Linked DNA regions of Triticum aestivum: region 2 is linked to region 1. Evidence: chromatin contacts called from public Hi-C data. All regions are on one chromosome and are shown on one strand. Each heading gives the region's core, a stretch centred on a gene start, on an enhancer-like site or on the middle of the called end of the contact. The rest is flanking DNA. Distances are from core to core; before and after follow the strand shown. Region 1 holds the start of LOC123145220 (transcription factor bHLH137). Region 2 holds the start of LOC123145223 (protein RADIALIS-like 4).

Region 1 (3,357 bases), core at 512-3,011:
AAATGCTCCGGCCGCGGACGAATTGAAAAAAAGAAACACTCAAATCAGGCTTTCGACCCGATTTATATATAAAGCAACGAACTAAAGTACACGAAAATCGACAAAAATCACTACACTGTCGCAGGTCTCATCCATCATCATCGTCAGTACTGGTATCAGAAGAGGACTGATGGTGCCAGAGGAATTAAGCCGACGTGCACGTATACTGATCATCGTATTAGCGACAACGCAAAGCACAATTTCCGACAGTAATGGCCAAAGGGTTGTTATCATTAATCCGGCGATCTCGCCGTCTTAATGCAGTGTACACGTGGCGGATGTGCGGTGGTGGGGGCCGGTGTGCGAGTGAGTGCACGCAGAGAGGAGAGGATAGAGCTGTCCATGCGGTTATTGCAGCAGCTGTCACCGCGCCAGTCGTCCTTTTGTAGCCTCCGTCAAAACTCAGAGAGCAGCCCTCTTGTTTCACTGCATGCACAAAGGGGTCCTTCATTTCTTAGCTGTTCATTTTCACTGGGTAGTCTCATATGCCCGGCCTGTTTCTGTTAATTTCACCGTTCGGTTACCTGTTTTTTTTTCTCCTCATTTTGTGATCATAGCTTCTAGGTCAATTATACGATAAGTTCAGCGCATCACAACACAATTCAACAACCACGGTAAAATTATGGAAGTGAATGATTTAGGCACATATTATTAGCAAGTCATGTTAATACTGAGAAACACACTATCATTTCTTCGGACAATAGACTTACCTCCCAGCTTATATTGAAAACCTGAGAAATAATACCATGATGTACTTCTCATTCAAGATCCCGTTTGAGATCGAGACTCGGATTTCCCCTGTTTACCGTGGAGACCAAGATATTTTCATGTGAAGGCGTGCGGCCTCGGGGTCGGTGTGGATGCCAGAGTGGCGGCTTGTGAGAGCGGATTTGTGTTCCTGGGTGTCGGAGTTTGGTCACTTGGGTGGCAGATATGTCAACTCATCGGGTACGTGGCCTAGGGCCCAATTTGGAAGCCGGAACCGCCACGGCTTCGGAGAGCGTCTGTGTTGTAGGGTGTCGATTCTGGTAACATGGGTTGCAGAATCGTTGGCTCGTCTGGTATGCAACCTCGGGGCCGGTGTGTGTTGTTGAGGTTTGTAAGCTGGAGGCCTGGAGCGGCAACCCGGGTCGTATTGTAGGGTGTTGACTATGGTCTCTTGGGTGACAAGGTCATCGGCTCGCTTGAGGTGCAGCATCGCCCCGAGAGCTGAACCAAAGTCGGCCGTTTCGAGACCATGGAGCTTTGGCTGGTGTGTGTCTCTGTGTAACACGGTTGTATCGGTTTTCGGTCAGTTTTTCTTGTTAACTTGTCAATTTTTCTTCTTCTATATGAAGAGGCAAAGCTACTATTGATTGCTCGAGAAAAAAAAAGTTTCGTATACCCATTTCTGATCAATGGCTATCGTTCACACATCATAACCGGTCTCCTAGCCTCACCGGTCGACAGCGCAGCAGCCTTACAAATTAAGGCAGATGTGGGAACGAGCCACTTACCAATTTGCAGACAAATGGAGGGGCCTGAGCGGGACTTGCTAGCCACTGCACTGCATGCATCTGCCAGCTGAAACACAGGGCCCCGGCCCTCCTTTACCCAGCCCTGCCCTACCTCACATGATCACACCTAAAGGAAAGGGCCCAATCCAATCCAATCTCGCAGGAAAAGTACGATTACTTCCTACACAGCCACCTATCATTCCCTCTATATATATGGATTAGGAAAAATTCCGGGGAGCACAAAAGAGGGCCGGGGAGGGAGACAGGGACACGCAAGCTTCAGGCACAAGCCCTACGCCGCCTCGCCTCGCCTCGCCTCACCTCGTTGCTTGTCTTCGAAGATCCGTAGTTAGTTGCACTGCACCAAGAAGAATCAACCAAAGCTTCGCCCCGACTTAATCGATCGATCTTGGCGCGGCGCTGATTAATGGCGCACTGCGGCGGCGGTCCGGGTCCGGCGGCGCCGCGGGAGGCGTCATCCGTGGAGAGCCATTTCCAGGGCCTGCTCGACGACGACGACAAGTACCGCGCATTGTGCGGCGCGTTCGGGTACCTGCAGCAGCAGGAGTGGCCGGACCTCAGCGGCGCGTGCTACGCGGCCTTCGGCGCGCCACCGCCGCCGGGCACCAGCAACGGCGCCGGCAACTCCTTCTCCTGCAGCGGTAGCGCCAGCAGCGGCGGCGGCTCCACTAAGAGAAAACCTGACGCGTATGTAGACGCAAAGGTGAGTCGGACGATGTTCTTGTACATGCGCTGCGAGCCTCTGTCTCTGCGTGAGCCTCGAGCTGCGCTCTGCTTATTATTGGTGTGCCAGTCTTTGACTGACAAAAAAGCTTTGCCAGGACGACTGCAAGAGGCCGAGAGGGAAGCAGCAGCTGTGCGATCCTGACGAGGCTGGAGCGGCGGCGAAAGGGAGGCCGGAGAAAGCCAAGGCGTGCGCCAGGAAGAAGCCGGAGCCGGCGGCCGCCGGCCAGAAGACCGACTACATCCACGTCCGAGCCCGCCGCGGGCAGGCCACGGACAGCCACAGCCTCGCCGAACGGGTATGTATTGATACTCCTAGTCTCCTAGAAAGAACAATTAATCTTGTGTATATATGTGCACAATTTGATCCTGATGCGCATGATGCAGGTGAGGCGGGAGCGGATCAGCGAGCGGATGAGGTACCTGCAGGAGCTGGTGCCCGGCTGCGACAAGGTCACCGGCAAGGCCGGCATGCTCGACGAGATCATCAACTACGTCCAGTCCCTGCAGAAGCAGGTCGAGGTACGCACGACGCATCAACCAGACCAAACCAGCTTGAATCTACTGTATTTCTCTCGGTGTCCGTTCATCGGAGATCACGCTGCATGCTTCTTACCGTTGGACATGGCTGCACGCACGCAGTTCCTGTCCATGAAGATCGCCGCCTCCAACCCGGTGGTGAACTTCAACATCGTCGACGACCTCTTCGGCGGCAGGCGGATGAACCAGGCGTGCGGCCCCTCCATGACGACGCTGCCGATGCACCAGGGGCAGCTGGACCCGTCCTGCCTTCAGATGAGCAGCGCTACCATGCAGCAGATGCAACAACCGGCTGCCGGGTTCGGGCAGGACATGCTCGTCAACAACCCGTACCCGGCGGCGCAGAGCGCGCCCCCATCGGCGGCTGCCACACCGGTGTCGATGTCAGCCGCCGCGTCCGTCGAATCATGCCTCGACGTATGTCCCAGGAGATGAACCGTCCTTTGGTAGTATGATGCATGATTCTGGTAGATGATATTCTGAACTTCCTGTTTTTGCTGTGTGTTTGTTGCAGGTGAATGGAGCTGCTGCTTGGGAC
Region 2 (3,357 bases), core at 288-2,787, 550 kb before region 1:
CGATGTTACAAACTTACGGAATGTTTTGAACAAAGGTGCTGTCCACCAATTTGCAGTCAAGTAATTGGCTGTACAAACTACATACAATTTGCAACATCACTTAAAACAATGATGTTTAGTAGCAGAAGATATTTGCCCTGAATAGTGAATATAGCAAGTACAAGGAAAAGCTAGTGACTAACAATTTGTGTCGACGACCTCCCCACTGTAACAAAGATATTCAAATATCTAATTGAAAACACACACCAATATATGCCTCTTTGTCTTTCTGTAACACAGGGAAAAGGAGCCATTATTAGGTCAAAAGGATAGGAGCACCTAACTCTTCCATGATATTTCTACTCGATTAATCAGTGATGGTATATGGTTTCAGATGGACAGAAAAGAATGTCATGCAGATGGGATGTACTATTCAACTGTGGTCTGTGGTCTAATAATTTAACACAAAGAAATACCTGTCCCTAGTACCTATCCACTTTGAGAATATGATGGCAGAACTGGACATATTGTACAGTCGTCTCATTGCTAGAAACTGTATTAGAACAGCTGCTTTAATAGTACAAGTTTCATGCAATAAAAATAGATTGGCAAGATCTAGTGTATAATGAAGTGGAATAATTAGATTTGGGATTCTTGACACCCTTTTATAGCTCTCTGTATAGTCCCCTCTTGTATATTCCCCTTCCCTTTGTACATTCTCCCCTCTTCTTCTAACTACCCCTTCGTGTGTTTTTCATGCCGCCTTCAATAAAAAATTACTGTCAGGGCCTCACCTACAGTTTTCGGTTAAAAAATAAAGATTTGGGATTCATGAGATTGGTTGGTGGATTGTTGGAGTTACTACAGTATCCAAACAGCCATTGGTACAGGAACTTTATTTTGTACCAGTCCTCTCGGATAATGGAACAGCAAATTCTTTATGCTCCTTAAAAACTAAACCTATGCCACAGTTGAAAATTAAAGTGTCTGCTGATATTGCAGGTAACTAGTAAACCCATTAAGTATGTTAGTACCATGTCAATATTCTCCTAACAGAAATTGTGACTGGCTTTATACGAATTTCACATCAAAATTTGATTTAACAACTCAGCTCCTAAATCTTAATAGTTGTTTCCGGTAGAACAATCAAGACCATGCACCAGGGCTGCATGTATAATTAAGAAGAATAGAATGCTTCTGGATAATTTAAGCAGTGCCAGTCAATTTCCAGCTTATTTCATAACAAGTCGAAATATAAATGTTCATGCAGAAAAGAGAGCTATGCCTAAGTATATAATATAGTATATGACTTTAACTCAAGGGAAAAATTACGTAAACCAGAGCATATCCCTAACCAAGTTAGTAAGAACTAAAAAGCAAATGACAGTAATTGACAATATTTCTAGTGCAACAGCTTGCCAAATTTTATAATAAATCACATATCATCACTTCCAAAAAGCTATAAGCCATTCTTGTGCCTCTGAAGTTCTTAACAAATTTACGCACAAACTTGATTATTCTGTGAAAGGTTACCAACATTTGGTTGCCGTTTTGTAGAAAGATGCAGTTAAGTTACCTTGCCGTCTTGAGCTTCATTACATTTAGAATAACATTCTCAGACCTGCATTGTTCCAAAACTTGTATCAGAAAAGTGAAGTTCAAAAGGTGCTTCTGGCTTTTTTAAGCTTGCCCCAAGTTGCTTCATCTAATCTTTACTCGACACAAATCTTGGGCATACAAGTGTCAGAACATAGCCTGTCAACCAGCACTTACTACTGAACTTAAGAAAATAACATACAGAGATAGTAAGAATAAAATGATAACTACTAACTACTTATAATAGTATTCATTGGAAGAAGCATTAATTTTCTCTTGCCTTCTGATGTTCTCTGTTGGCTATTTACATTTAGAAAGATGCCGCAAGCCTCCAAAGGCAGACATTGGAAGCTTTTAACAAGAGAGATTTATGAGGAAGGAAAAGGTCAACTGGTTCAAAAGTAGATTATCCCATGAAGGTACGGAACACCACTGCGCCTATGCATAAGTCACGTCAGCAAATGCTAAAGGTTTTTGTGTGTATGCGGATCTTTCATGTGATTTGGTTCGAGTTCTCATCATCCCAAGGTGTGGACAGGTGGATTTGAGATGATGGAAAAGGCCCCCACCAGGCTAGTAGCTAGGATTCACATCCAAGTGGGATACACCTCTTTACTATCTCTTCTCGACGAATTTAAATTTGGTACTAAACAAAATTAGACCCAAATATCAACTTGAACCTTTATTATGTCACACCCTTACCTCGATACCCTCTTTTCAGTCTTCAAAGGAAGGTATTTGCTTCAATTATTTTCCCTTTCTATGAAAGGGGGAGAGAATCATAACATTCTTCGAATCTATATCTATATCTAAATGGAATTTATGTTGACCAACAGAATTACGACTCACTACACCTGTCAGCCTGCCATGATATGTGATGGACGGAGAAACAAACAGTCAAAGTTTATGCTGAAGCGCACCAAATTCCACAGTCGCATAAATGGAGGTGTCGCATCACAGGAATGACCACGGATCAAGATAGAGGTCCAAACTATGCCCTTAGGAATGCAAAAGGTAGGGTTTATGTAAATATCTTATAATCTTGTCAGACCGAATAGCATACCCTCTGTTGATAAATATAGGATGTATTTTTACCATGCAGAATTGATCTTTAACCAGCTGTTAGTCCAACAATACGTGAGTTGTGCCACACAGAATTTAGACTTTAATTCGTATTGAAAAATAACTTTCCTGTGATTATGATTTTGGAATTATGAGCAATGTATTGTATGAGAAATTTGTGGTCAAAGATCAATTTTTAAGAGTCCAACAGAGGGAGCATATGCCGATGTCTTAATCTTCGGACACTCGCCAAAGAATGTAATAGGTGATTTCTCTAAAAACAAACATGGATCTAGTGATGGTGATGTCATAAGAATAAAACAATCATCAAATATAGCATCTGAGATGTTGGATTCTAAAACATGTGAACTTGTTAAAAAGTAGGGAATCTCACAGGAAAAGGTACCTGATAATGGATGTGTGGCGTAGGAGCTAAAGAATGATTCCTTGATAAGACATGATAAAAAGACTGAGAAGAGGTCAGGAAGAGGAGACGAAGTAAAAAGATAAGAATAGAATAAGAATCCAGCAGATCCCAAAGCTATGATGTTCCATCTGCGTACAGAATATGTGGTCCGATCTTTTGTAGACAGCCAAATAGTACACTGGTTTGTAACAATGATAGAATTAACTGATTAAGCAATGGACAGGCATGATTCAAGAACATGAATTCATTTGTTTGGGAATCAATCTGGATAGCTGTCTTGCTGACTTAAGTGT

What was found. A called contact is a pair of places that touch in the nucleus more often than the background predicts.
Region 2: a contact with region 1 is called in a Hi-C map of leaf, with 5 times the contacts expected there. The contact joins the promoter of LOC123145223 here to the promoter of LOC123145220 in region 1. A contact is called at or near these places in 4 of 5 Hi-C or Micro-C datasets (leaf and an unstated tissue).

Annotation. Positions count from the first base shown.
Region 1 is chr6D:378,486,486-378,489,842 of IWGSC CS RefSeq v2.1, reverse strand. It overlaps LOC123145220 (transcription factor bHLH137), which reads left to right and starts at 1,761. Exons shown (of 6, transcript XM_044564594.1): 1 at 1,761-2,259; 2 at 2,378-2,578; 3 at 2,667-2,801; 4 at 2,922-3,236; 5 at 3,334-3,357. The coding sequence starts at 1,963.
Region 2 is chr6D:379,034,424-379,037,780 of IWGSC CS RefSeq v2.1, reverse strand. LOC123145223 (protein RADIALIS-like 4) reads right to left here and starts at 1,537. Exons shown (of 2, transcript XM_044564597.1): 1 at 1-1,537.